Linked DNA regions of Mus musculus: all the other regions are linked to region 5. The links are chromatin contacts, called in public HiCAR-type, HiChIP or PLAC-seq and promoter capture Hi-C maps. All regions are on one chromosome and are shown on one strand. Each heading gives the region's core, a stretch centred on a gene start, on an enhancer-like site or on the middle of the called end of the contact. The rest is flanking DNA. Distances are from core to core; before and after follow the strand shown.

Region 1 (4,330 bases), core at 1,078-3,577, 1.2 Mb after region 5:
AAACAAGGAAAGTGAAGAGAGCAGGGCAGTCTCCAGCAGGTAGCATTTGCAGGAAGAACTTCGGTGTGTGGAAATATTCCACGTGGGTTCTTCCTCAGCACTTACACAGTTTATTTACATAATCTCTGTGTTACTTTATGCTGTGCCCTGCTAATCACTTTTTGCAGATGGGAAGTCCATGCTGCCAGCAAGTGGAAGCTGAGACATGGACCCAGGTTGCCTGACCCAGATTTCAAGCTGCAGGTTAATTATAAGTTAACAGAGCCACTGGATTGCTTACATCTCAAACCCAGTTTTCCTCCTCATAGCAAACCAGTTTGTCAGACAGTGGCTTCATGGATCCATCGTCCTCTGCTTGCATCACAGAAAGGCCCAGCACTGTCCTGCCCCAGGACTGCAGCTCCTCTCCCTGTCACACCCCGCAGCTGCCACTCAGCTAGGAAGAAGTGCTCCCTAATCCCAGGGCCACAGCAGGACAGAGCCAAGGACAGCACAGGCAGCCACAAGAAAACAACAACAACATTAGAGACAAAGGACACAAATGCCAACATCCCCTGGCAGATCGAAGACAACGAAAACAGCAGCACAACCAACAATAAAACACAGAAAATGAAGAACTCGTGAGGTCATACGTTATGTAGAAAGATAGACGAGAGATCTGGAAAGGTGAAGAGACGATAGATTTGATACATGTTCTCTCTGGTGGCTTCAGTGAGGAAATCCTCCTTGTGTGTCTAAATGCTTGCTCCCATGATGGTGATGCTATTTGGGGGAGGTTATGAAGCCTTCAGGAGATGAAGCCTCACTGGAGGAAGTGTGTCAGTGGGGGGGGGGGAGAGTGTGAATGGACTTTGAGGGTTTAAGTCCTTACCCTACTTTCTGATCCCTGACCCCTCTTCTATCTCTGTCTCTCTCTTCTCTCTGCCTCTCCGTCTTTCTCTATGTGTTTCTCTCCTCTCCCCCTCCCTCCTTTTTCTCTCCCTCCCCTTCCCCCCCTCTCTCTCTTCCCTCCTTTCTCTCTTTCTCCCTCTCCCCTCTCCTCCCTTCTTTCTCTCTCTCCTTTCCTTCCCTCCTTCCTATGTGTGGATAGACAGTGATGATCAGCAGCCCTCCTTCTCTCTCTCTCTCTCTCTCTCTCTCTCTCTCTCTCTCTCTCTCTCCTTTCCTGCCCTCCTTCCTGTGTGTGGATAGACAGTGATGATCAGCAGCCCTCCTTCTTTGTCCTCTTGGACTCCCCTCTGGAGTCATAAGGCACAGCAACGCTCTCCTCCTAAATTTGCCTTTGGTCCAGATATTGATCACACTGACAGAAAAGGGATATTAGTCCAGGATCTCTCCAGCAGGAGACTGCTAGGGGCACATTAGTAAAAACAAGAGTGTTGGCATTCACAAGGAAGGTTCCACAGTTTTATCACAGAGAGACTGGATCACGTGAAGTACACCGATGGATTCTAACCCAGAGAGAACTTTTGATCAAGACTGGTGTTTTCTTCCCTCCTCTTGCATCATAGCTTCAAGGGAAGCAACCGTAATCAAAATCCCACAGGGAGAAGCTAGGTTAGTTCTTGATCTGCTGAGCTCAGGTAACTCAGCCAAGGAGCAGATGGTTCTGGTATGACTCCAGGTGCAGGCTTCAGAAGAGTCTCACGTGAGACATGTCCCTCCTCATAATGCGGGCTGACCACAAGGACAAGCAGAAAAGCCAGACGACGAATGCCCTGACTCATTGAAAGAGGGGACAGTAATCTTCGACACAACCAAATCAGGGTCAGAGACGAAGTTCAACGGCAGAGCACGTGCCTAAATCACACAAGGTTTAGTGAGGATTCAAGCCCAGCCATACAAAAGCATAAATAAAACCAAAAAGCTGTCCAAATCATAAAAGATAAAGGCCATGGAAATACAAATTAAAGGTATAAGCATTTGACAACTTAATGCAATACACATTTCTCTCCCGATTCTGTCCAGGAAGGATAAAATGGCCGAAAGTTCATTTTTTAGGAGAATGGACAAAACTGAAATCTGAATGAGCAATTTCAGAGTATGGCACAGTGTAAATTTATTGGGCTAGATTACCGGTAAGAGAGGGAGAGGGAGGGGGAGGGGGAGGGGGAGGGGGAGGGGGAGGGGGAGGGAGAGGGGAGGGGGAGGGGGAGGGGAGGGGGAGAGTGAGAGAGAGAGCGAGAGAGAGAGAGAGAGAGAGAGAGAGAGAGAGAGAGAGAGAGAGAGAGAGAGAGAGAGAGAGAGAAACATACACTAAAGTACACAGGGGCAAAAAGAGAGGTATTTTCCTTTAAAAGGCTCAGAAAGAGCGTGCGTGGGCGTGAGCGCATGCGTGCATGGGGTCTGAGGAGCTGATGAGTCAGCAGTGGCGGTGGCGTGGAAGCCATGACCGCCACTAAACACTGCACCTGAACTGGCTGAGGTGGTAGCTGTTAAAGTCTGAAAGAAAATATAACTGTAAGCAGGTCACAGAAATACAGGGCGAACAAATAGTAAAGCGACAGGATAAAGCGGAGGTGTGAGTCCATCTGTCGTCACCGCAACAAAATACCCGAGGAAATGTGGAAAACCTTGTGCTGTCTCCTGCTTCAGAGGCACCAGCCCTAGGTCACGCTCAGCCTGGGCCTGTGGTGAGATCCACCTCACAGCAGAAGTTTGTGTTGCTCTCTCACACTAACGGTTTGAGAATTTGATCCCTTCTGCTACCTAGAAGCTGGTTGCCCCTGAGGTCCCTCCTTCCTCTAGCATACCACTCCTCAGAATGTCCAGAGATGACGCTGCAAGGACCCGTCTGTGACGAACTAGGGCACTGAGGAGAGCGTTCTCCAGGTTCCTTCCTCTTCCTGCGTTGCCATTGTTACCGTGTGACATTCCAGGGTAGGAGAGGTGTGTTCCTGGGGGATGGGTGGGAGGGTGCGCGTGTGCATATGTGTGTGTGTGTACATGTGTATAAATACTACTGCAATCCTTGGTCAGGGCCCTGACACTGGGTATTCCAACATATTGGGTCCAGCCACTCACCTCCAAACCCAGAGAAAGTAGGTGTGAAAACCAGGAAAGGACATTTAGTCAGTAAAACCACAGCAGGAAGGAAGGGCAGCTGCTCCTGTCAGTGCTGTTCAGCGGGGCAGTCAAGAGCCCCCGAATTATCCAGGCAAGGAAAATTATCCAGGAATCAGAGGAAACACATGCCATTGGTCAGTCTTGGTTACACTCTGGTCTGGCTGATCCTTGTCTAGGGATTAGTAAAAGCACAGTAAGGAAGTTGCAGTTGCCTGGACACACTGTCAACTCTTGTACAAGGTGTTTGTCTATCCACCTAGAATTCTAGGTGACTGAAGGGGAAAATGTTTCAGAACAAGAGAGTCACAGTATATGGCCACGTCTGCTTCTGCCCTCTGCAATGCACCAGGCACCTACAGGCCCAAGTGAGTGCAGGCGCTTTTAGCCACAGCAGACTCTAGATCTTGCTTCCAAAAGGAGAGACAGGTGAAGGGAAGATGGATGGTAGTTTTGGAGTGTCTGTGGTTTTCAAGTGACAGGCTAGCTATGTAGCCCAGACTAGCTACAATCTCATGATCCTCCTGCTTCAGCCTCCTGAGTGCTGGGATGGCAGGCAACAGTGTGGGTGTTGTTTGTTGTTGTTGTTTAAGATTTATTTATTTAGTTAATGTATATAAGTACTCTATCTTCATGTACACCTGCATGCCAGAAGAGGGCATCAGATTATATTTATAGATGGTTGTGAGCCACCATGTGGTTGCTTGAAATTGAACTGAGGTCCTCTGGAAAAGCAGCCACTGATCTTAGCCTCTTAGCCATGTCTCCAGCCCAATGGTGTTCTTTCTATTAGGAAGGAAATGCACGCAAATAGCGACCCTTTGAATTTTGTAGCATTGCTTCAGGACTAACAGAAAATGCTTTGTAATTCTGAAGAAATTTCACCTCCCCTTTCTCATCTCATCTCCCAAAGGACACCGAGAGTCAGGAGAGACAACAGCACACTCCGCCCATTTCAATAAAGAGAAAAGCAATCTCGAGAAAGCAAACGACCCCTGCCAACCCTCGGTTGGAATCTCAGGACTCTGACTGCGTATGCTCTACCCAGTGGAAACGTTCGCCACATGGGCTGGGGAGATGACTGGCTTGGGTGAAGCACTTGCTACACAGCCCAAGGACCTGAAATCAGAACCCCAGAACCCTTAGAAAGACTGGCGTGGCTCCCAGCACCCTACAGGAAAGTGGGAAGCAGCGACAAGAACATTTCTTGGCAAACTGGGAAGGAGGAGGAGTCCCCAACTGGAACAAGGTGAGGGCCGACACCCAA
Region 2 (4,895 bases), core at 213-2,712, 1.2 Mb after region 5:
GAGGGAGGGAGGGAGAAGTGCTGAGCTACCTCCCTGTGCCTGTGAGTCTGACACTGACACCTCTGACACAAGCACCAGAACAGCTAAAAGAGAGGCTAACCTCCTTGTTATTCCTTTCACTGATGGGGACATAGGCTTACCTGCTTACTAGAGGCCATGGAGATAATTGGCACCACGGGGGTTAGAACACTGGCTCCTCAACTTCCTGGAAGAAAGTTGAAAGGAACTCTGGTCCTTTCTGCTGGGTAGGATCAACAGCCAGAGCCAACCCATTCCAGCCTCTGTGGTCCCCACCCCTTACTCCCCCACCCCCCACCCCCACGGTCATTTTATCTTTGTATCCAGAAGTACTTTTTCTCTGGCCCTCCAAAACAATGTAGATCAATTGACCTAATTACTAGCAGTCTTCCGTTCCTTATGGAAAACCCACACCACGTCCATCTCATATCTTCCATTAGTTTTAAATGATATTTATCTATTTATATGTGTGGGTGTCAGCGTGGAGATCAGAGGACAGCTTTCTGGAGGCAGTTCTCTATGTCCATCATGTTGGGGATTGAATTCCGGTTATCAGTTTTGGCTGCAAGTGTCTCTCTACCTGAGTCTACTGTTTTTCATTGCATCCTCCTCTGACGTTTGGTTTTGCTGGTTAGTTATGAGGCTTTAAGGACAACATATTACTTATTTTTAGTAATGACCTGATAAATTGTTGATTTATTACAATAAAGGTGCTCCTCTGTCTGGTTTGTGTGAATTACGGATGTGTGTCTTTGGCCTTTAAGGACCAGCTCGCAAATATGTGTGAAAAAACCCCCTAAGCACCTGCTAACAGGATTAGACTAGAGTTAAACCAGATCATGTGTCCATCCTGTTCCACCTTTAGCGTCCCAAGGTCCTTGTCTTTCAGAGAGGTACCCCGCAGCGGCGCCCTAGGGCATCAAAGGCTGTCTGTGGATCCTATGGTAGAAACTCTCTGAGAGACTCAAAACCCCGAGTTTCCCCAGTACAGAACCTGGGTACGATATTGAAACTGTTGGCCAACTCATCCCCAGGCACCAGGGAGGTTAAGCACTGGCTGGAACGCAGAGCCAACGGGTCTGTCCTGCCCAGCAAGTTTCTGCTTGGGGACGCCTGCGACGCTCCGCCACGCTGCGGCGTGTCAAGCAGGGCCGAGTCCCTTGGAGGAGTCAGTTGAACTCCGCCTGACATCCCTGCGCCAAGGAGGACTTCCCGGCGGCGCCCAGGCTCGCCCCCGCGTTCCTCCGTCCCTGGCTCGTCCCTCGTCCTCGGCCGTTCGCGTACCTTTCCGTGCCCCCACCTGCCCAGGGAGCCGGGGCAGGGCCCGAGCATTGACGTCATCGCCCGGGGCGGGGCCTCGGGCACCGCAGTGCAGCGCGGAGGGGCGAGCGGGGCGGGGCCTGCGGCGCGTGACCGCGCTGCGGGAGCTCGGCGGCGGGAAGGTGGGGCGGGCCGGGTGGCGCGGTCGCGAGGCGCGAGGGAGGGCCGTGCTGCTCCTCCGCCCCCTGGGGCCAGTGCGTGGAACGGCGCACCTGGCAACGGCGCCGCGTCCCCGCCCGCGCCGGTCCGCACACCCTGCCGGCGGCCTCGAGCGCTCGCTCGTTGATGCCGTTCTGGGGGTGACCCGGCGCGGCTCCGCGGTGGCGGGGCGCTAGACGACGCCAGCCCAGCGACGCGGGAGCGGGACATGCTGGAGCTGCGGCACCGCGGGGGCTGCCCCGGCCCTGGGGGAGCGGGGGCGCCGCCACCCCGCGAGGGAGAGGCGGCCGGCGGTGACCACGAAACCGAGAGCACCAGCGACAAAGTGAGTGAGTGCGGCGGGGCCGGGCCGCGCCCCTGGAGCGGGCGTGTCGTGGGGGGTCCTGCTCGTCCTCTGTCCCGGGGCGTGCGCGGCCGGGCCGCCGTTCCGGAACCGGACTGCACTCTAGCTTCTTTCCCGGATCTCCTGGTTCTGGGGTCAGGATGGAACCCGTCCCCGCAGGCGCTCTGGCTGTCTAGTGGCTGTCACCTCTCTCGCCTTTCCTTGGTAGGGCGACAAAGTTGGGAGTAAACTTAAGACGGGCACCTTGGGTCCTAGCCTGTCATTGGAGCCTGGCGCAGACCGGCTTCTGGAGCTCCTCCAAGCTGCGCTTTCGTTTCTCTGTTCTTTTTTTCTGGCTGATAGATTTCGGAGGGTTGAGGCTGTCATATATGGGGAACATGTAAGTGCGCCTCAAACCAGGCAGTTGTCCCATCGGTGGATTTCATTTAACCGAACAGGCTAATTCCAGACTTTTAGCACGCCACTCCTCCCCCGCTTTAAAATAGATGAACTTTGCTTCATATTTTAAAATATGCGGATATGTACGGTCACTATTATAATTGAAGCTAGGAAGAGTCAAACGTTTAGGTGTGTTTTCTGATAAACCAGTGCCAGTAAGAACTTAGGAGGAAAAATAATAAAAGTTTTATGGCTGCATGAGCTTGGTAGATTATGAAATTGGGCCAGAGAATAGATTTGCTATACGAGTTTGCTTACAGAATTCCTCTTCGCTTGAGAGACTCAAAACTTTTGAATCATTCTTGGATTTCTGTTTTGTGGAATGTAGTGTGGTGGTATCTGCCGTCATCCCAGCACTTGGGGGTAGGTGTGGAGGCAAGGACTGCCAAGATCATTCTCAGCTTTGTAGTCAGCTCAAGGTTGGCCCGGGGCTCAAACAGACACAAAAGACAGACAACCCAAATGGACTTGCGTTGCCCAAGGTCAAGTTCTCTGCCTTTTGGTAGTGGAACTAACTTCTCTGTTTTCTGTCTTTTGCCTTTTGCTGTTCTGACGCTCTCTGGCAGTGTGACTGAGGGGGAAGTTCCTCCCAAAACTTACACAGATGAACTTGATAGAGCTTGAGTTACAAATCTGTGCTGCCGCAACAATATGGTTAGCAATAAATACGTGATTTTAGAACCACAGCTTCTTCCCTGTTCCTGATGGATAGGGAGTTAAGATGAGAGTCTGGGAAACATTTGTGCTGCCGAGGAGTGACACAGAATAAACACACTTTCCAGCTGTGGAAGGTTGAAAAACGGAAAGCCATGGGCTGAGAGCAGCTCCGTGAAGAGTGCCTTGGAAACCAGACCCAAAATAGAATTAATTAGGTTGGGATTTTGTTTTAGCCCTGGTATCCTTTAGAATCAAGGAAATACCAGCCTCCTCATGTCGACTTCCTTAACTGGAGGAAGCTAACGAGCTTTTATTAAGAAAAAACATGTTCTGGAAATGGGGAAACGGCGCACAAACCGGCTTTTGAGTGTAACGTCTTATTTTTAAGCACCAGGATGTATTTAAATTAGGAACAGCTTCTGTGGTGTCTTGACTCATTAGCCTGATCCCTCGGTGACTTGCTTACCCCACCGGCTTGTTTGTTTGTTTGTAAATGCTGCACTGCTGGCTGTCACTGAGTCGGTCTCACATCTCGGTGGATGTGGCTTTTCCAAATGCAGTGTGTTGCATCTGCGACTGGTTTTGTCAATGTTTCTTAGAAGAGGGTGAGCATGTTCAAACTGTGCTGAAATATCCCTGTGGTTCTGGAGTCCCTTCTCAAGGAGCCCTTGACTTTCAGAGCCTTCAGACTCTGAGCTGCATCCTCTCTGTGTCCTTTCTTATCAGGGTGTGTATTTGAACACACCTATATTTCCAGGTCAAGGGCTATTTTTAAGTCAGCTGCCATCGTTGGAGGCTGGTTAATATTTGGTCCATCGAAACTCTTAAGTGTTGTTAAGTTTAAGAGCCAGTTTAAAAAAAAAAAACCACACCTTTAGAAATTAATGCAGGAATTGAAGGACTACCTCACATCCTGCTTACTCCGAACTTCTATGCCTTGCCATTTTGTAGCCTTTATAATGGTCTGGTTGATGGGACATTTCTATTGTTCACGACCCTGAGACTTCTGCCCAGACAAGGCTCTGTGTGCTCCAGAGAATTAGCATGTGAAATAGTGCTTCATCTCTGCAGGGGAATGCTCTAGGACTTGAAACACCCAAGTAGTACTTGACCAAGAACAAGGGCCCGTCTCAGCCTACTACCCACCCTGGAGCCATGTGTGGGCAGCTTTCAGTAGACAGCCGTGAAGGCCTTGTTAGCATAGAGGGCTCGAATGGACATGGAGACTGTAGGGGAAGCTCTAAGGAGGACTTGAGTGTTGAACTCGGAAGTGAAGATGCCTGGGAGGTCAGTCAAGTGGACAGGGGTTAGGACTGGTTAGGGCAGGGTGTTCTAGTCAGAAGGCACTCAGAAGTGCCTCCCAACTCAGCATTCTAGAGACAGAACACAGAAATTAGAAACCCCAGACTATAAACTGCTGGGTTGGGAGGCAAGGTTGAACTCTTGAGAGCCTTGAGGCCTTTGGCATTCCTCTTTACTCAATGGACTCTGAGAAGCTGTGTTGTTGGTTTGGTTATTGGTTTCCGAGGAAGTCGAGTTTCCAGTGGAGTCCCAGCTGACCTGGAACCCACCTTCCTCCTCCTCCTGACTTTGCCTCTCCAGTGCTGGCATGACATGTGTGTCACCACACCAAGCTCTACACTGGAAAGTTCTGCAGCAGCATCTATACATAGCTCAAGAGCAGTGGTCCAGAAAGTACTGGAAGGGGCAACCCCGGGAAGGGTGTTGCGGAGCCCACCATGGGAATTGATGGGGTTACTAGTTAGTCTAGGGGAGATGGTGTCCAACACTGGAGAGAGCCATGCTGGTGGATGCCCTACCAGGGTGCTCGTGTTTAGACTCATGAAAGAGTGTCCATGTTAGAAAAGAGCCAGGGATGTAAGGAGTAGCCAAGTCATGGAGGGTCCTGGGCTCTGAGAGAGGAAGGGTTGCTTAGAAGGTGCCATCAGAGGTACTTTAG
Region 3 (4,482 bases), core at 403-2,902, 1.3 Mb before region 5:
TGTTGTTGGATAGGTGTTTCATTCATTGGTTTCTGTTGCCCTCTCTGGTTTTTAGGAGGGTCTACTAGTTGTGTAATATCTAGTAGTTAATTCTTCTGGGTTGCTGCCAGGAGTGACCACTAGGGTTTCTGGGTAAAATGTGTTTCTACGTATTGGGATCTGATGCTGAGGAATTCGGATGGACTAGGAGGCAGGATATGAGATGGTCCGCAGTAGGGAAAAAAAGCAGTGTTGTCTGCTAGGATCTGTTTATTCCTCTGGGAATGGGGGCAGAGAGTGAGGAGAGGCCACAACAGCTAGTCTCTTATGGACCTGGAACGAGATTAGAGGATGGATGTGGAGGAGAGGAGAAAAAGATCTGAAGCTCACCCACCTGTTTCTCTGGTCTGCTTGCTTCTCTGTAGGCTTGACTGGCGAGTTGCTAGGGATGCCTACTGGAGTCGTGGGTTGGGATAACAGGATGGAATGATGGGAAAAGCTGGAGAAAACCTGAGTAGTCTGCTAGAGAGCAGAGGAAGACTGTGAGTCGCCATTGTTGAAGTGACCAGCACTTATAGACACTTGGTGTGAATTCAAGTGTGCTGGACACCCCTTTCCGTCTTGAAGGGATGGGGAAGTACAAGAAGCTTTGGCAAGAAGTGTGTGTGTGTGTGTGTGTGTGTGCGCGCGCCCGCGTGTGCATGTGTGTGCCTATGTGTTGCTGGTCTGAGGAATGTATACATTCACACAGAAATGGCCAGGCTACAACTCTAAAGGAGCAAATTCCTTTCCTCTACAAAAGGAAGATATTAATGTCAAAGGTAAATTGGACTGCGGTCATGGTTTTTCCTAAGGATGAATTCTGACTTCAAAGGTCCTGGCTTCTCAAAAAGCCGACAATACCTGCCAGGTAAAAACCATGGTTCTTCTCACAATTCCCACAAGATGGCAGCATTTCACCAAAGATGTCCCTCTCGTTGCCTATAAGAGAAAGAAGTGGAAATCAGTAGAGGACTAGTTGAGAATTCATAAAAGCAGAAAGAGCCCCAAATAGTTCCAAACCCTGGTGGCCCTCCAATTAAATGAAGCTCTTTAGCTTGAGCAGTTGCCTTCTAATACAATGGCTTCCCGCTTCCTACTTCTTAAAACAAGGCCCATCTGATACTCCAGTGCCGGTGCTGTGTTCACCACATGAGGGCGGTGAAGTCCCTTTGACGGCAGAGGATCGATAGTTCTGAATCTATTTTTTTGAAGATGCTTTGGGTTCTGGGACTGGATGAAGGGTGTCCAGTCACCTCTTGGCACCATGGAAGCCACTCACTCTTTCTCCATTATCAGTCTAATCAATATGGTGATTTTCCTGCCTTCAGCCCCCATGGCTCTACAGTTGACCGAGCCTTCTTGAACTCTACTTCAGGCTTCTTCTGAGCTCCCAGCTCAGCCCTATCTGATCCTTTTTGGGTTCCGGAGAAGAGGGAGTGCTATCAGTATCTGTAGTGAGTGTACTTGGAGATACATGCTGACGATCACAAGATGGGTGACTCTGTCACACTGGAGACAGAGAGAAGACACGAGGAGAGTCACAAGTTTGGTGTTGCTTACAGTAGTGGTACAGAACCGTCTCCACTCTCTTGAATTAGGTATGCCTCCAGGATCAACGGTAGCTTTGAGAACAACATCAAGGCTGTTGTGGATCCTTCACTCCACCCTCCCGCACCAGACTCGAGTCAGCGTCCGCTCTTACACCATAGCATGCTATTGCTTTGGCAACCAGTTCTTAGGTCAGCATTGCTGGAGAGAAACAATGGAGAGGATTCAGGAAAAGCATTTAGATGAAGAAAAGCAAGAAAAAGAGGCTTTCTGGGGTGTAAGTAGCTTGAGGTTTATTGGGGATAAAAGGGGGTGGGGAATAAGTGAGTGGGTGGACAGATTGGTGGATGTTGTTCGTAGAGAGGAAGTAGGCTTTGTAAAATCTCTTCAGTGTCTGCCCCACCCCATCCCTGCCACCCCTGTATTTCAGGATGCTGTCTGTGTCTCTGTCTGCCTTGCTACTTCTCAGATTGTATCTGGTGCTGAGTGAGGCAATACTTGTTGGCACTCCCAACCTACACACTCTGTGTTTACAGACAGTTATCATATCATTAGTCATTGCCTAGCAAGTACCGCTTTCATGTTTCCACATCTGGGTCCCTCCCACCCCCTCAGCTGTGTGTGCCCCACTCTCTGATCTCCTTCCAACACTTCCTTCTTCTTCAGACCCCAGAGATCTTCACAGACAACTTGTTGTCTCAGGTAAAAGATCAAAGTTATCAAGGAATGATGGGGGCATGTTGTGTGGACTCAGGGGAGAGCTAATACTTTTCACAACAGTTCTAAAGCCAGAACCAGAACCAAAGAAACTCCATTACTGCACACCCCATTTGCACACAATGTCTAAACTCTTTTTTAAAGTACATGAGTACTGCAATTCAGACCCATGGCATTTTGAAAGCATACCTCTAAAATGGATTGAATACATTTAGCGATTTTCTTTCTCCATTACAGAAAAATCCACTACAGAAGCCATAAACTTTTGTAGAGCAAAGAGGAACAAGACCGAAAGAGAGAGGAAGAGAATCGCAGGAAGGGACCTCAGCCTTGGGCCAGAAGACTTTGCACTCTAAGGCCTTGGCAAGCAGTGGTGCTAGGTGCAGCTATGCATCAGTTGGAGAAGAGATGGGGAGGGGGTGCAGGAAGATGGGGACTGAGTTGATTTGTATCTCTGTGCTTGATTATCTGGCTAGATCAGGAGATGAGAGTAAATGGTAATGAAGCAGCTCCGAGGGAAATCAGGCCAGCACAGCATAAAGGAGAAGCAGGTAAGACTCGGCAGAAAGTGGACATCTCCAACCTTCTGCGGTTTTAATCTGAAAGTCCAGTGCCTGCCACCCAACGTGCAGTGATATCTTCCATATGAGTTCATTCTATCTATTCATGTTCTTGGTCCTTCCCCCTCTTCCCCCATCCCGACAGCCATTCTCTTGCTACAGGTCCATTACTTATGTCATCATTTGCGATATCACACGGGTGCTCTTCTCCCTCTGCACACCATCCCCACCCCAGTCACAGTTCTATACCAAACCTCCCTCTATAACTCCATAGCTAAGACCTACTCAGTGATGACCTTGACTGTGAGGCAGAAATCACTCTCGGTACTGACTGGTTTTGTGTGTCCACTTGACCCAAGCTGGAGTTATCACAGACAAAGGAGCCTCCCTTGAGGAAATGCCTCCATGAGATCCAGCTGTAAGGATCAATAAGTGATCAAGGGAGAGGGCCCACTGTGAGTGGTGCCATCCCTGGGCTGGTAGTCCTGGGTTGTATAAGAAAGCAAGCTGAGCAAGCCAGGGGAAGAAAGCCAGTAAAGAACATCCCTCCATGGCCTCTGCATCAGCTCCTGCTTCCTGACCTGCTTGAATTCCAGTCCTGACTTCCTTTGGTGATGAACAGCAATGTGGAAAGTGTAAGCTGAATAAATCCTTTCCTCCCCAACTTGCTTCTTGGTCATGATGTTTGTTCAGGAATAGAAACCCTAACTAAGACACACTCCTTTTTTTTTTTTTTTTTTTTGATACTCAAGACTTTTGATAAATTGAAAAATAACAACCGAATTCCTCCATTATATAAACATACTTTTTATACAGTGCTGGTGAATGGCCCCAATAGGTTCATATATTTTAATGTTTAGTCATTAGGTCGTGGCACTACTTAAGGATTAGGAGGTTTGCCTTGTTGAAGGAAATGTCTCACTGAGTGAGACCTTTGGGGCTTCAAGTGGTCAAGCCATCAGACTTTCTAGCAAGTTAAGAAATGCATTTGGGATGCAGAACCCCTGTGAGCTCAAGGCCAGCTTTGTCTAAATAGTGAGTTCCAGGTCAGCCAGGGCTACATTGTGAGATGAGAGAGAGGAGAAGAAGAGAAGAGAAGAGAAGAGAAGAGAAGAGGAGAGGAGAGGAGAGGAGAGGAGAGGAGAGGAGAGGAGAGGAGAGGAGAGGAGAGGAGAGGAGAGGAGAGAAGAGAAGAGAAGAGAAGAGAAGAGAAGAGAAGAGAAGAGAAGAGAAGAGAAGAGAAGAGAAGAGAAGAGAAGAGAAGAGAAGAGAGAGACCAAGAAACAGAGACAGATCGAAAGAGAGACAGAGAGGCAAAATTCAACCAGATTCCTGACCTTAATATTTAAACAAGGAAAGGTAAAGATCTAGCAAAGATCTACCAGTACCAGTCCATAACATTTCACCTACAATCCACTCAGGTCAGGAGGACTCTGGATCTCACTCCAGAAGCTGCCTCCTGGAGCATCAGCGTATGTCTTCTCCACTCTGGGATTTTCATGAGATTGCTGCCTCCCTTGAGCTAGCTTGCTAGGGGATCTTACCTCTTGGTCTCTTTCCTGCTTTTGTTTTCTCTGTCCTTTGAGTTCTTAGGAAGTGGCATCTATCCCTCTAAGTATATGCTCTAGCCATACAG
Region 4 (4,976 bases), core at 1,950-4,449, 1.3 Mb after region 5:
AGGATAACATCTCCAAGCTTGGTGCCATTTTGTTTACAGCCTGAGGAGCAGTTAGATGGAGACATTAGGAATAAAATGTTAAGGGTGAGTTCAGCGGTTAGCTACCCACTGAAGAGACAGAAATCCTGTGCCACGTTCAGTACCATGGTTATTCAGCTTCACGGCAAAACACCCCCTTGCCCTTTCCTGAGGTTGTCTGCCGTGGCATCTCTCCAAGGCTGCTCCCTAGAGCACACCTCACAAAGACTGCCGACTGTGAGCAAAACCAAGCTGACTTTACAAAGTTAAACAGTTTCTTCCTGGTAAGACTCCTTAGGGCTCTGCCAGGCTAAGCTTGCTGTCCTCTAAGAGCCACAGAGAAGTTTCTGGAATGCTATTGGATGCAAATCTCTTTTCAAGAGCACATGTGTGGCTACCAGAGTCTTTTATGATAACTTCAATACATGAGGTTTCACATCTTTTGACACTATATATGCATATATATCTCTATCTATCTATCTATCTATCTATCTATCTATCTATCTATCTATCTATGCCTACACGTCTCCAGTGCCGATGAAGGGTATGTGCCACCACACCCAGTTGATACTTAAAATCTTAAGAGGCTCAAACACAGAACATGGATAACTGGCAGTGATGATCTCAGTAAAAAGTAAAATCTGAAACACAATTTTAGAATGTTAAAAGAAAAAATATTTGGAAAGACTGGGGCCACTTAACAGAAACAAAAGCATCATTTTGTAATAAATACTGACATCTGTCCCAGATTACATGAAATAATCTGGCATTATTAAAGAAATCATTTGAGCCCAGCATGGTGGGATCTATAATCCCAACACTTAGAATGGGGAGATGGGGACTGCACACTGGAGGCCAGCCTGGGCTACACAGCATGTTAAAGGTAAGCCTAGGCTACATAGCAAGTTATAGGCCAGCGTGGGTGAGAAGATTCTCAACTTTAAGAAAAAAAGAAACTGTTGGGCGTGGTGGCACATGCCTTTAATCCCAGCACTCGGGAGGCAGAGGCAGGCGGGTTTCTGAGTTCGAGGCCAGCCTGGTCTACAAAGTGAGTTCCAGGACAGCCAGGGCTATACAGAGAAACCCTGTCTCAAAAAACCGGAAAAAAAAAAAGAAAAAAAGAAACTGTCTGCTATAAGATTTAAAAAACTAATTGGAATTCTCATCTTAAAAAGTTTTTATTGTTAATGAAGTAACTCTAGAAAGTCATTTTAGCTTACAATCTTCCTAAGTCCAAGTGAGATCAGCACTGTGAAAGATGGCAATAAACAATAAACCAGTGGACGGACTTCACAGCGGTTGGTTACATAAGACTGTGTTTGGAGGTTTAGACAGTAGTGCCGTTTTCAAATTTCAGAGCCTGGGCTGCATCCAAGACCAAGGAAAAATACTTCCCGTGCATGGCTGGGACTTGATTACTTATAATGTGGCACACAGGAAACAGTTTACTGAGCAGTGTGTTGAGTGGGTTAGAAGTTACTGTATGACTTACGACAAAAGGTCCAATTATTATAGTGATCACATACCTCTAACCCTCTCAAATGACGCCCCCCACCTCGTGTGTGTGTGTGTGTGTGTGTGTGTGTGTGTGTGTGTGTGTGTGCGCGCGCGCTCGCGCGCGCACGGGTGCCCACAGAGGCCGGAGGAGTCAGCTCTCTCAGATCTCTTGGAACTGGAGTTACAGGCAGTTATGAGATCATTTGCAGGGCTCTGGGAACAGAATGAGGACCTTCTGCAAGATGGTCTTAACTCTTAACCACTGAGACGTCTGTCCAGCCTCACTGAACAAGAAGTAATCTGTAGGCCTCTTGAGAAATACTGCCCTTTAAGGAGTACGGATGTCATAAGGTATTTCCAGAACTAGCAGCCACTGTACAGACCTTGCAGGCAGTGCAGTGCAGACAAACCCTTGGTTTTCCATGTTCTGCAGCCCCTCCCCCCATCTCCTAAGTACTGGGATTGAGATGTGACGGATAAACACACACAGGCTTTTAAGGAAGGAAAACAGAAGGGTATCTGGTTGAAATATTCCTAAGCAGAAACAGTGGGATTTTGATGATTTCAACAATGTCCTCAGAAGCATGGATCAGCAAACCGAGATCTAGGAAACCTTACGGGGAGCCAAGCACCCTTCCTCTGCCTGCCAGGTCACGGAAGAAACACGGTGCATGAAATAGTCCCATCAAGACTGGCTGATTTAGCACTTCCCCCAACCCCTGCAAAATAGGACACTCACAGATTAAAGAAACGCAATTTAAACTGTTTTGGACTTCTAGTTTTATAAAGCAAGAGCATATAAAGGGATATTGCCTCGGGTAACATTCCAGATTGAAATGACACATGAGATATTATACACCACTCTTGACCATGAATAGGTTTTCACAAAAACGACATGACCCACACTACTGAACGATGCCCTCATCACTGTTACATCTCCCACAGACACTCAGCTGAACTCGCTCTTTGGAGGCACGAGATCATTTTACACGCACACTCAAGGGGAGTCAGTAAAGCAGGGTGGATCACAGCGCTGTGAACAGTGACAGGCCTCCCTCTACCAACATTCCTAAGAAGTCCCACTTCTACGTACCTAGATCAAAGTTGTTAGAATTGAACAGGAATTCTGGTAAGTAAAAGAATTCTGGGATAAGTTCCTTCACATCCGCCATGTTGTGCTTTGATGCTGAGTACCAGGCCTCACGGACACTGTGGAACATCCGGTCTGCCAGGTCAAAGTGGCCACCCTGTGGGCAGGAGGAAGCAGGTCTCTATTGGGGAAGCACTGAGCCACAAAGTTTCTGTCAAGTTCAAGGGCTTTAAAACCTCAAATACCTTTGGCTCCATTCTGATTTCTTGCCATCCTACATTAAATAATCAAAACTTTACAATCTCTCTCTCTTTAGTGTACTCTTTATAAAGGGTGCCTAGTGTGTCTGTTTTGTAGTCAAAGCAAAATTCAAATATGAACATTGTAAAAACACACTTAAAATATTAGTCTTTAGGGAGACAATTAAGACCAGAAGGAGATGAAAATTCTCCCACAGTTCGACGAAGCCCTGAGGAAAGACTCTCATCTAAACCAGACATGGATGACTGGCCAAGTCTACCTTTTACACTAGTTACAAAGTAACAGGTTTCCAAGCCAGATTCTTTCACATTTGATCCTGGTCGATACCCTGAGTTCCCTGCCATGTTAATAGAGGTTAACCACCCGGCATCCAAGTTTCACAGCCATGAGAGTGGAGTAGAGGTTATGAGAGGTTAATGATGAAACAAGTTAGCCAGCACTTTTACGTATGCAGCCCCCTAGACGTGTCAGCTTCTAGCTCTCATCCTAGCTGTGCATCCTAGTGACAATCACTAGGAGGATGCCGAAGGCCACTGCCAGTGGCTGCCCAGGCTGCCTGCTCACTTCACTCCTTGCTCAGGGCTTTCTTACTTCCTAACTCTGTGCCGAGGACCACTGCCCCTTGCTGTCCCCACCTCCCACACCAGGTGTTTGCCTGCCAGGGGTCTTGTGTAGGTTCTGCTACGTGTTCGGGTGTTTGCAGGACCCCAGAACTCCTGAAGCAGCCTCCCTCCTCTTCCACTCCTCATCTGTGGCTTTCTGACACATTGATCATGTTCTAAAAGCGTTTCACAATACTAAGAATCGTTCACAATCACTAAGACCAATGCTTATTGGTCTTTTAAAACTAAAACCCTGCAAGTCCAGAACAGAGCTTTGTCCCTATCCTCTGATGTCCTGGCAAACATCCAAACAGGGGCCAGGGCAAAGTGGGGGTTCACCAAGCAGGCATTGAACATGGAGAGATTGTGGAGGGGTGACTGTAACCATGGACACAGAACAGTGGCTTTTAAAATAAAACACTTGTTGAATAAAACTGGTTAAGACTAAACTCCTGGGCTGGAGAGATGGCTCAGTGGTTAAGAGCACTGACTGCTCTTCCAGAGGTCCCGAGTTCAATTCCCAGCAACTACATGGTGGCTCACAACTGTCTGTAATGGGATCTGATGCCCTCTTCTGGTGTGTCTGAAGACAGCTACAGTATACTCACATACATAAAATAAATAAATAAATAAATCTAAGCATGGACGCACTTAAAAAAAAAATTAAAACTCCCTCTCCCTGGCTGGAATATTTATGTTTTAACAGGATCCTGAACTTGTTCGCTCTAAATGAAGTCTAGTTTATTTATCAATGTAAGCCTAACAATTTCAGTTCCATTCTGAACGACCAACTTGTTACCGGTAAAGCTTCAGTGTTCCTTAGAAGATAACATTTTTGGAAAGACAATTTTTTTAAAGATTTATTTATTTATTATATGTAAGTACACTGTAGTTGTCTTCAGATACACCAGAAGAGGGCATCAGATCTCATTACGGGTGGTTGTGAGCCACCATGTGGTTGCTGGGATTTGAACTTCAGACCTTCGGAAGAGCAGTCGGGTGCCCTTACCCACTGAGCCATCTCACCAGCCCCGGAAAGACAATTTTTAATGAAAGCATTAGAATGGGAAAAAATATAAAATTTGAGTCTTACCTGAAGCCGTAAGAAGATCTGTGTGAAAGGCTCCATTCTTACGAGGTATGAGGCCACGATCATTGCAGATGAATAGTGGGTGCCGTAGTGGTACGCTGGGGTCTCCCCTGCTCCGGACAGTTGGAGCATCATTAAAAACAAAAGAGGAAATGAGAGAAGTAAGTGTGGTGTTAAACAGAAGGTTTGGAAATGTTAGCCATTGTGACAGGCAGCCGGGACACCAAATGCAGGGACACTGCGACCGCACTATTCCACAGGGCTGTCACCGGCGGGCACCTGGGTGAGCAAACTTGTCTGCCACTGTCTGGCAGGGCCTCCCCGTCACTTCTAACAGCGAGCCGCCTTCCACTGAAGCAGCAGCTGACTTAGCGGCTACTTGTTTTTTATTAGCTTATGGCTTTATAACTAAAGAGTT
Region 5 (4,766 bases), core at 1,314-3,813:
AATGGGAAGCTGAACTTTCTTCCTCAGGGAAGGCAGCTAATCTACCTTCCCTGAAGGCACACAGATATTTAGGTGGTCAGATGGATGGGTTTTGGTAGAAACTGCTGGTTCCCATCATCCCTCATTCCCTGCATCCATCTCTCTCCCCTGCCTCTTATTCATCTCTCTCACTCTTGGACTAGAAATTTAGTCCAGGACCTCTACACAATAGGCAAATGAGGTGCAATGTGTATCCCAGCCTTAAAAAAAGGTTTACTTATTTGATTTATATGAGTAGACTGTATCTGTCTTCAGACACACCAGAAGAAGGCACCAGATCCCATTACAGATGGTTGTGAGCCACCATGTGGTTGCTGGGAATTGAACTTAGGACCTCTGGAAGAGCAGTCAGTGCTCTTAACCGCTGAGTCATCTATCCAGCACCTCTTACCCCCAGCCTTTTTTATACTTTCTATTCTCACACAGGTCCCACTAAGCTGTTTAGGCAGGCCTTGAGAGGCCTATGCCATTAAGCTCTGTGCACACAAAGGCTGCCCAATTGGAAAGTGGGCTTCCGGGCTCACCACTGTTAGGCATTCTTGCCAAAAGGACGTGATTTGAACAGTGTGGATAACCTCTACTTTACTTTGTTTGCCTTGCTCATGTCCAAAGAGAGAACATGCCATTTGTAACATGCCAAGATGGCTAAATGCTTCAAGTTAGTATTTGTTGTAGGTAAGTCTGCAAGAAATTGCAATCCTAAATATATCTGACTGGAAGACAAAATACTAGAATTCTCCTGTTCAGGATGATTTGGGAATATCTGCCAAAAAATGTGTATGCATCCTGACTCACTTTGGGGAATGTATTTTACTTGCACACATCTTAAATCATGCACATATAAGTTCATTCACTGCACCATTGGCTGCTCTATAAAAAACGTTCTTCATATGTCCTGTATGTTGTAACATACCTTTGCTACTTTAAAAATAATGACAGAAATAATAATGTCTTATATGACTAGGTCACCAGAAAAAAAGAGAAAACTCTAAAGGAGAACAATAAGGCATGTTACTTTCTGTGAAAGGAAGCGAATACAAAAACCTTGCATTTATCAGATTGTATTTTTGGAAAGAAGTTTTGTAAGAAAACATGAATAAGAAATGTAACCACATGTAAATGCAGGATGATCACATACCTTGTCACTCGTGAAACAGGTTCTCAATTGAAGGGCAGTATTACTAATCACTTCAGAACAATAGATGAAAATCAGCATTGTCTGAACAAAGTGGTATGTATAACCAACACTTTAAAAAGATACAGGGTGTATCAAGGAATGCACATATATAGTCCAAAGGTATATGTGTATGTGTGTGTGTGTGCACATTAATCTGTATTACATCTTAGAGCTTTGTGGGACAGGGTCTCTAGTAATCCCAGCTGGCTTCCAAGTCGATAGGATCAGGGGTATAGACTTGAACTCCTGATTCCCTAGCCTCCACTTCTGGAGTGCTAGTATTACGGTGACCACCATGAAACCTAGCTATTTATTTGTTTATAAGGGGAATGTGCCAAAAGCAGTCCACTATGATCATAAACTGTGCAGTTGAGTTTCCTCCCAAGTGGAAAAAACGCAGACATCGGCACACTTAGATGCCAGTGACTCATCGTGGGAGGAGCATATTCTTGATCGTGGTATACTCTTTCCCAGGTAAATGATCTGAAGAACCAGCCTGTCTCCATTTCAGACTTAAAAGCCATCTTATATAGTAAAGACAGATTAGGTTCCTTTCTGTTTACCATTAAACCTCTGTTCCAGACAAACTAGGTTCTTTCTTGTTTATGACTAAACCTTTGTTTGTCAGACATTGGGCTATTCTCCACCTGTAACCTTAACTACAAAATGTTCTGCACTGCCTGTTCCAGGAATAGAAGTCATGTCTTTGCTTCAAGAAGTGGTTTATAACCACCTTGGAGCCTTATCTGCTGCATAGGTTCCATGACCACCTATGACTACCTTGTTATGGCTACCTGTTGTGTTACCTTGTTTTGCTCGCCGCCTAGTTTGCCCGCCAAATCTCCGATATGGAACCCCTTACCCCTGAGCTATAAACACCTTGTCTTCCTTGAATCCAGGGCTGACCTACTGAACTCCACCTTAGGGGAAGGCAGCTTGTGTACACGAATAAAAAAGCTTGCTTTCATGGATTGCTTGTTGTAATTTGTTGTAAAATGATGATTTGGGTCTGTTGTATTTTTCCTCTTATCTTTGGAATTGACATTCCGTGTGTGTGTGTTGGTTGGTTTTTGTTTCTTTTTTCTTCAGTGTTGGACTATAGTGAATTGGAAGTAACTCTTTACATAGGTCGTTTAAGTGATGCCTTAAAGAACGGAGCGGAGAACGATAATAATCAGTCCCGGAACTTAGGGAAAACGTCGTCCTTTGACTTGCCGGGCCTTTACTGAAGTTGCACAAAGTACACGCCCTCAAGTTCTTCAGCCAATCCCAGGTCGGAGCGTGAGCGCCTGCGTCTCTCGGGAGACCTGGGCGGTCCTCAAACCGGAGGAGAGGAGTCTGGTGTCACTCAACTCGGAGGGCGGAGCTAATTCCTGCTCCCCTATCCGGCGCTCTGGCCCACAGAGACGCTGCTCTATGGCACCTCGCGTCCCCTCTGCCCGCCTCCTGGAGGACCACGCTCGTTTTCTTCTTGGCAGCGAGAGGTCCCGCAGCCGTGGCTGAGCTGGAGGAAAGATGGCGGCTGCCGTGCGACAGGATTTGGCCCAGCTCATGAATTCAAGCGGCTCTCATAAAGATCTGGCGGGCAAGTGAGTATTTCTTAGGAGTACAGAGGTAGGAAGGAAGCCGCAAGTTTATCTTCCCAGAGGCGACGGGCGCTCCGGGGCGTGAGGCTCGAGCTAGGCCTGACTCAGGGGGGCGGGCCTGAACTCGGCTGTGGCGGTAAATGTTGGGAGCAACAGAAAGCTGTAGGGACGGTATGCTGGGGTCCTGACCGTCCCAGGACCCCAGGTGGCTGCCAGCTTCTTAAGTCCTTGATAACGCCCTCTGCGGGTTCTTTTGGCTTCTGGAAGCGAGGTAAGAAAGATGACGGCTCGCCCGGCGGTGGGCGCCTTCCTTAGAGTCTCTTCGGCGAGCCCGACACACCGAGTTTGACTTCGGTTCGCTGCCGCCCCTGCCTTCGCCGTGTTGGAGGTAAATTTATATTCTGGACTTTGATGCAGACTTTTATTTCGAAGAGATGGCTTTCCAGGATTGATAGGGGCAGAGGAGGTATGGATGCTGTCATGTGGTCCAGAACTTCTCTCAGTTCATAGCGTGTGTGGGTCCTTATGTTCTGGATACTCGCAGTCTGTCACCAACTCTGGAGAAGAGAACACAGGCAGAATGTCCTCGGGCTCAGGATGTCTAGAACAGTGATATTTCCAGGGTCTGCTAAGGAATTTTGTCGAAACCTTAGGGTGCTTAGAGCCACGACAGGTCAAAAATTGGGACATGTTTCAGTCCCCTCAAGCAGTTGTTGAACAGCTGTAGTCTTCTTTGTGTAGATTTTTCACAGTTTTGCCTTCTAATGAAAGTATGCCTTCAATTGGCCCTAACATTTACACCTCACAGCTGAGGGCATGTTGATCTAATTAATGAAATATTCTTGCTCAAACCTGCACATTGAAATGGTGTGTGTGTTGTGTGGCCGCTGTGCTGGGCTTTTCTGTGTAGAAAGTACAGTCTACCTTATTAGTGGGAAATTTAGTTGTATAACCTGGGCTTAACTACATCATTCTTTATTTTTCCGCTTTAAAAAAATGGAAGGGTAATCGTGAGGCTTAGTCTTATCTGATTTCAAAATGAGCATGTGTCTATGTACTAATTACACTTCAATAACTGAGCACAGTCCCTGGTATCTGGAAAATGTCATAATGTTGTTATGAAGCAGTCAGTAAGTACATACGACTTATTCCAGGGGTTGGAAATAGTTCATTTATGTCTTCATCGTTTGGTTGTTTTTCCATGTATTAATACTTTTATAGCTTTGGATAGAAGTCAAACTAGCTTATGTATTCCCTTATATTTCCTTTGTTTTTTTCTCTCTTTATTACAGAAAATGTAAGTTCATTAATTATCAGCTAAGATGCAGGTGTTAGAACTTGAAAATCTTGTGGAACTTCATTACTATTTATCTCTCTAGCCCGGAATTAGAAATGAACAGTAGCATGTCTCCAATAGGGTGTTTCTTTTGCCTGTTGTAGCTAAATAAGTACACAATTGAGTAATATAAAAGTGACACCCCCCACCCCCCACCCCGGGATTCTGTATGTTGCCTGGCCTGTTTTCTTGATCTTACCTGGTTCAGTTACGCAGATTAATTTGGCTAGCAGATGCACTAGGGCTGGCCACGTGTAGATAGATACCTGGCAGTTGGCTGGATCTTTTATTCTCACTACATGGTTTAGCTTTGGCTTTTTTTTCTGGGACTTCCTGCATCAGAGTGTTCTAACAGGGTGAGAGTGGAAGCTGTAAGGCATAAGGCTAGTCTGACAAGTCTCACATCAGTTCTGTAATACCAATGAAAGCAAGTAGCGAGACCAGTCCAGATTCCAGGGGAAAGGAAATGGAATATATCACTAACTCTTTAGAAGCAAAGTGGTATTTTGCAGGAATATGAATGGAGGGTGGAGTGCCAGCCTACCAAGTGGATTTCCTTAAGAGGAAATGAAATACTTTGCTTGATAATGGATAGCCCATGCAGTGTTAGTTGGCACCCTCTCAACAT
Region 6 (4,472 bases), core at 692-3,191, 1.3 Mb before region 5:
TCCAGGAAAACAAAGGCTTGCCTGACACAGGAGAGCGACTTGCTCACCAGAGGCTGATGTTATCTCACGTGCCAGCAAATCTGCCTGAAAGGGAAAAGCAGCCAGGGCTGTTGCTGAGCCCTGACTTCTGTCAAAAAATGCCCTGGGTCCTCAGTAACTCAAACATTGCTCCCTGCCCCAAACAAAACTGTCCTTAGTGCATAACACTGTTTAACTGGCTGTCATTTATTTTCTCTGCATCCTCAACAGCCAAACATTTTTTACTATTATTATTCCCTTTAAGAAATCAATTCTTCGTGCACTTTGAACCTCACATGACCGGTTCTCTCCTCCTAAATCTTCAAATCAGCTACACACTATCTTCTCTTTTTAAATCTCCTTGTTTAATCCTCTTCGCATTGGCTGACCACCCTGGTCACAACTATGTCCAATTAAAGCAGTCATCACATGCCACGCTCCAGCTACTGCACTCATGAGGAGTCATTATTCACCATCTGAGTCTGACTGCGCCAGACATCAGTCAAGAGCTCGATAACCTTATTCCTGGATTCTTCCCCGCTTTATCCTCCCAGCTCAAGACCCGTCCTCCCAGTGAGACACTGTCAGGGCTAAATATAGCTCTACGCACACCAGCAGTTCCAGGCCATTGTCACATGGCGCTGCTGACGAAGGACTCCTTGGAGACGCGTTCACCCAAACATACATACACAAGTATGCGTGCATATTTATCCATATACACCATACGCCCCGAATCCATCTGCAAACGGGCACATTTACATTCACAAGAGAAAACTGCAGCCCAGATGCTCTCCTAGCGCCCTTTACCACGCTGTGCGAGAGAACACCTCGCCGCACTGTCAGTGCCTTAGCCACAGTGCTTCGCCTGAACTGAACCAATTTGGATGGGGTAAGGTGGCAAGGAATAGTCAAATCACACGCACACTCAGAGAGAGAGACAGAGAGACAGAGACAGAGCGATAGAGCGAGAGAGCGAGAGAGAACACCTCCGTTTCCGCGTTTGCCCTTTTCTCTAGTACAGTGCTGCTGAAGTTATTCCCGGGGCTCTCCAATAAAGAGGAGCCTCCCTCACGCACTCAGCCCACGAGGCTACCAGGTACCCCGGGCCACGTTATTATCACCCAGGCTAGTGTCCGAAGGCAACTCACCTGGGTCACAAAGCAAAACAAAAAACAGGCTACTTGTTCAAGTTTGCATACGAGCCTGGGGAACACACAAGTCCTGTTTCCCTGACTGTTCCTGGGAGTCAGACCTTAAATTATAAGGAAACTGCAGCAAAAAATAAACAACAGCCTGAACACTCTCAAGCACCCTAGGAAACTAGCCAAAAAGTACATGGAAACAACCCTAGGTATGCACAAGAAGCTGAGAGGGAAAGCAAAAAGGATGAACGAGACTCCAACTCAGACAAACCCTCAATATCTAAGATCTCCAAACAGAAGGCCTGGCCGGGGCGAGGCGCAGCACAGCGTCCCCAGATCCCCGGGTCCCCGGGTCGTCAGTGCTCAGCCCCGCACCTGTTGGGAGCGCGGCAGCCCGGGGCACGGAAGCAGCAGGCGCGAGAACTCCTAGTTCTGTGGCTCTGCCAATGCTCGCCAGCCGAGGATCTCCCGCCACGCCGGGGCGCACTGGACAGCCGGCGCCGTTCCGGAGCAGCGCCGGCGCAGCCCGCTCCCGCCATCCCGCCGCGGGGTCCCCTGGAGCACCTACCCGCACACAGCTCGGAGCCTCTGCCTCCTGGCTGCCGTACCGAGGCGCCCCAAAAGGCGAGCTCAGGACCGGGAAGGGTCGAACGCCAGAAGAAAGGGAAAACCCGCCGATCCAGTCGGGGTCCTTGTTTATACTGAAACTCCAGCCCGAGCCGCGCACACCCCCTTGCTGGGGAAATGCCCGCCTCCTGCCGCAGGCCACGCCCCCGCCCGCCGCAGGCCACGCCCATCCTGCGCTGGCCAATCGTGGCGCAGCTCTCCGCCCACGCCGCCCTGCAGCGGGCGCTCGGGGACTTGCCAGGGTTCCGCGGGTAGGGACTCCCGTGACGCTGCGGCCGTACCCACCCACGCTGCAGAGGCTGGCTTGCTGGCGCAGCGGGTCTCCGCAGCCTGGGCAGGGCCCACTCCGGCGCGCGTTTCCTCCTTCGTGTCGCTGCCCGCGGCTGTTTGTGCACTCATGTGTCGCCGAGTGTGTATTCATTTGCCTTGTGTGCTCTACCTGTAAATACCGGCTCGACTCGTTGTACAGTATCTATTATCATAATTATGAGCTGAAGGTTACTGTCCGTGTAACTTTCGGAGGAGATCTGAGAGGAACCACGAAGCACTTGCTGAGTGTTGGGTATTGTAATAAACGCTGGGGGCACACTGGTGGCCGCAACCGGCTGGTCCCAGAAGCTTACTGGCTCCTGGAGGGCAAACGCTAAATAAACTGCTATTCAATCCACATGTAAAATTACAGGTGTTAGAACTTTCGCAAAGGAAAGGAAGATACTCTAGTGTGTAAGGCTGGTCCTCGGTGAAGGTTGTTTTTATCATTGTAGACAGCTACTTAATTGAATCAGCCATTGAATACCTGATAACTATTTTAGAAAAGAAAAAAATAAATATAGAGGTAAGAACTCAATACTCTCCTACGCGTGATAGAAAGGTAAGGGAAGAAGTTGAAATAAAGATACCTTACCCATGGGGGGAAATGCACAAGATTTGGAGACTTTGCAGCTGTGACCCTGAGTATGAAAAGCAGGCTTTGTAAGCTTCCGTTCATACATAAACACTGTAGGACCATCCCATAGACTGTAATTGGCCTTATTAACATGGAGCAACACGGTTCCTCCTCTAAGGTCCCTGCATCTTCTCTCTGGGATGGAAAGAGCCTCTTTTAACCTAACGTTCATGTTCCTTGGCTGGTCTTGGCTGGTCCCTGTCTCTCTCATACTTCCTGCTTCACTATCCTACGCATATTCTACAGATGCTTCTCCTTAAGCCCCGCAGTTTATTCTAAAAACCCTGAGCCTTTTGTTTATCTCTGGTGTCTGTTCTGTGAAGGAGAATGGGTCCACACAAGGAGCCGACTTCCATCCTGAGTCAATTAACAAGTAGACCATATGACACTGGGCAAAGCACACTCTTCCTGCTCACATAGCAAGAAACTAAAAGGGCTGAACTAAACCAGTATTTCTTAGTAGTGCCACCAGAAAAGCCCTTTGTAACATCTGTGAGCTCTCAAGACTGCTGAGAAGGCAACCCAGACAGCTGCCTTTTTACTTCCTGAAGTCTTTGCTGCTAAGCAAAAGATGAAATGTTCACTTTAGAATCTAAAAATGTAAAGCAGATACCACTATGATATTGACACTGTTTTACCTTATTCTGGTTGGCCTTTCAGGGTCCTTCTAGCTCCAATGTGAAAACTATTAGTTGTGGATACACCTTAGGAGCCAGCATTCCTAACCATAGCCCTGTGTCTATCACACAGACACCTGTGAAACCCTCCTCAAGGCACTGTAGGCCTCTGAACCCCTGTATACTCACACGGTGAATGGAAAGAACTGAATTCGTCAACTTCTCACACACACACACACACACACACACACACACACACACACACACACACACACACACATGTGTTTAACATAAAAATGCAAATATTAGTAAACTCAACAGTCATGTTGAGGCAAATCAAGTCTTCAGAGTAGAATCCCATTCCAGCACTGAATGATAGTGACCTGTGTTGCACTTCCACCACACAGGGACTGTATAGCTATGTAAGGAAGGGTTGTTTGTCCTATGCCTCTTCTAATACTCAGGCGTGCAAAAGTGCAAATATCATCATGAATGGTACAAGTCCAACTTCCTTTCTTTTTTGGCACTTTCATTTCCAAAGAAAAATCCCAGCTTACATCATGCTATAGTCAGAGTATTTTTCAACCCACCTTTTCAGAACAATGATGCTATTGATTGACGGGTCCCATGAGTTATTTACGTAGATGTCAATGTGCAATCTCTACTGATATGTTTTCTTCAGCTTGTGATGTTATAAATAGTTCACTTTGTTTTATTTATTATTGTTGTGTGTGTGCATAATGTGTGTGTGAGAGCCATTGTCTGTGCACGTACACACATACACGCACACGCACACGTGCACACGCACACTTACGCATGCACACACTACAGCATGGGTGTGGAAGCCTGAAGACAACTTTTGGAAGTTCCGCTCTGAGTTCCAGGAATGGAACACAAGGGTCAGGTTTCCATAGCAAGTGCTTTTAACTGCTGAGTCATCATGGTGACCCAACATACATGTTTTTAGCTTTCTTTCTTCTCTCTTTTAGATTTATTTACGTGTGTGTGTGTGTGTGTGTGTGTGTGTGTGTGTACATGAGTATGGGTCCCTGCAAAGACCAAAAAGACTCCATGCCCTGGAGCTAGTATTACAGGGCTGTGAGCAGTAAGCGGCCTGATGTG

What was found. Promoter capture Hi-C pulls out the DNA fragments that hold promoters and counts their contacts. HiCAR-type assays count read pairs that join an accessible place to other places. HiChIP or PLAC-seq counts read pairs in DNA pulled down with a chosen protein or histone mark.
Region 1: a contact with region 5 is called in a promoter capture Hi-C map of embryonic stem cells, with 2.7 times the contacts expected there. The contact joins the promoter of 9430085M18Rik here to the promoter of Cops4 in region 5. A contact is called at or near these places in 2 of 39 promoter capture datasets (embryonic stem cells and hippocampal neurons).
Region 2: a HiCAR-type map of astrocytes shows a contact between it and region 5, with 2.5 times the contacts expected there. The contact joins the promoter of Cds1 here to the promoter of Cops4 in region 5. A contact is called at or near these places in 4 of 39 promoter capture datasets (cranial neural crest, hippocampal neurons, liver and 1 more) and 1 of 115 datasets of contacts at active chromatin or transcription factors (astrocytes).
Region 3: a FOXA1 HiChIP or PLAC-seq map of pancreatic cancer cells shows a contact between it and region 5. The contact joins the enhancer-like site here to the promoter of Cops4 in region 5. A contact is called at or near these places in 8 of 39 promoter capture datasets (the 3T3-L1 cell line, 3T3-L1-derived adipocytes, the HPC-7 cell line and 4 more) and 2 of 115 datasets of contacts at active chromatin or transcription factors (astrocytes and pancreatic cancer cells).
Region 4: a contact with region 5 is called in a promoter capture Hi-C map of liver, with 3 times the contacts expected there. The contact joins the enhancer-like site here to the promoter of Cops4 in region 5. A contact is called at or near these places in 7 of 39 promoter capture datasets (cranial neural crest, embryonic stem cells, hippocampal neurons and 2 more).
Region 6: a contact with region 5 is called in a promoter capture Hi-C map of pre-B cells, with 4 times the contacts expected there. The contact joins the promoter of Rasgef1b here to the promoter of Cops4 in region 5. A contact is called at or near these places in 4 of 39 promoter capture datasets (3T3-L1-derived adipocytes, cranial neural crest, hippocampal neurons and 1 more), 1 of 484 Hi-C or Micro-C datasets (muscle stem cells) and 2 of 9 other capture datasets (adipose tissue and liver).

What each region holds. Positions count from the first base shown.
Region 1 is chr5:101,701,222-101,705,551 of GRCm38.p6, forward strand. 9430085M18Rik (a long non-coding RNA gene) reads left to right here and starts at 2,328. Exons shown (of 3, transcript XR_001785073.2): 1 at 2,328-2,889; 2 at 3,977-4,312.
Region 2 is chr5:101,763,668-101,768,562 of GRCm38.p6, forward strand. Cds1 (CDP-diacylglycerol synthase 1) reads left to right here and starts at 1,463. Exons shown (of 13, transcript NM_173370.3): 1 at 1,463-1,822. The coding sequence starts at 1,706. It overlaps Gm42134, which reads right to left and starts at 1,596. Exons shown (of 6, transcript XR_880489.2): 1 at 1,303-1,596; 2 at 141-205.
Region 3 is chr5:99,201,584-99,206,065 of GRCm38.p6, forward strand. No RefSeq gene overlaps it. Among named protein-coding and RNA genes, the nearest start is that of Rasgef1b, 49 kb to the right of the region's middle. Within about 2 kb of position 1,653, at least 28 of the 459 cell types and tissues checked have an H3K27ac peak or open chromatin away from gene starts, as enhancers often do. A contact at or near this core is called in pancreatic cancer cells, where this site is marked.
Region 4 is chr5:101,855,857-101,860,832 of GRCm38.p6, forward strand. Wdfy3 (WD repeat and FYVE domain containing 3) reads right to left here. Exons shown (of 67, transcript NM_172882.3): 54 at 4,562-4,668; 55 at 2,609-2,762; 56 at 1-40. Among named protein-coding and RNA genes, the nearest start is that of Gm20548, 32 kb to the left of the region's middle. Within about 2 kb of position 3,200, at least 4 of the 459 cell types and tissues checked have an H3K27ac peak or open chromatin away from gene starts, as enhancers often do. A contact at or near this core is called in liver, where this site is marked.
Region 5 is chr5:100,515,746-100,520,511 of GRCm38.p6, forward strand. Cops4 (COP9 signalosome subunit 4) reads left to right here and starts at 2,564. Exons shown (of 10, transcript NM_012001.2): 1 at 2,564-2,805. The coding sequence starts at 2,732.
Region 6 is chr5:99,250,986-99,255,457 of GRCm38.p6, forward strand. It overlaps Rasgef1b (RasGEF domain family, member 1B), which reads right to left and starts at 1,942. Exons shown (of 14, transcript NM_181318.4): 1 at 1,729-1,942.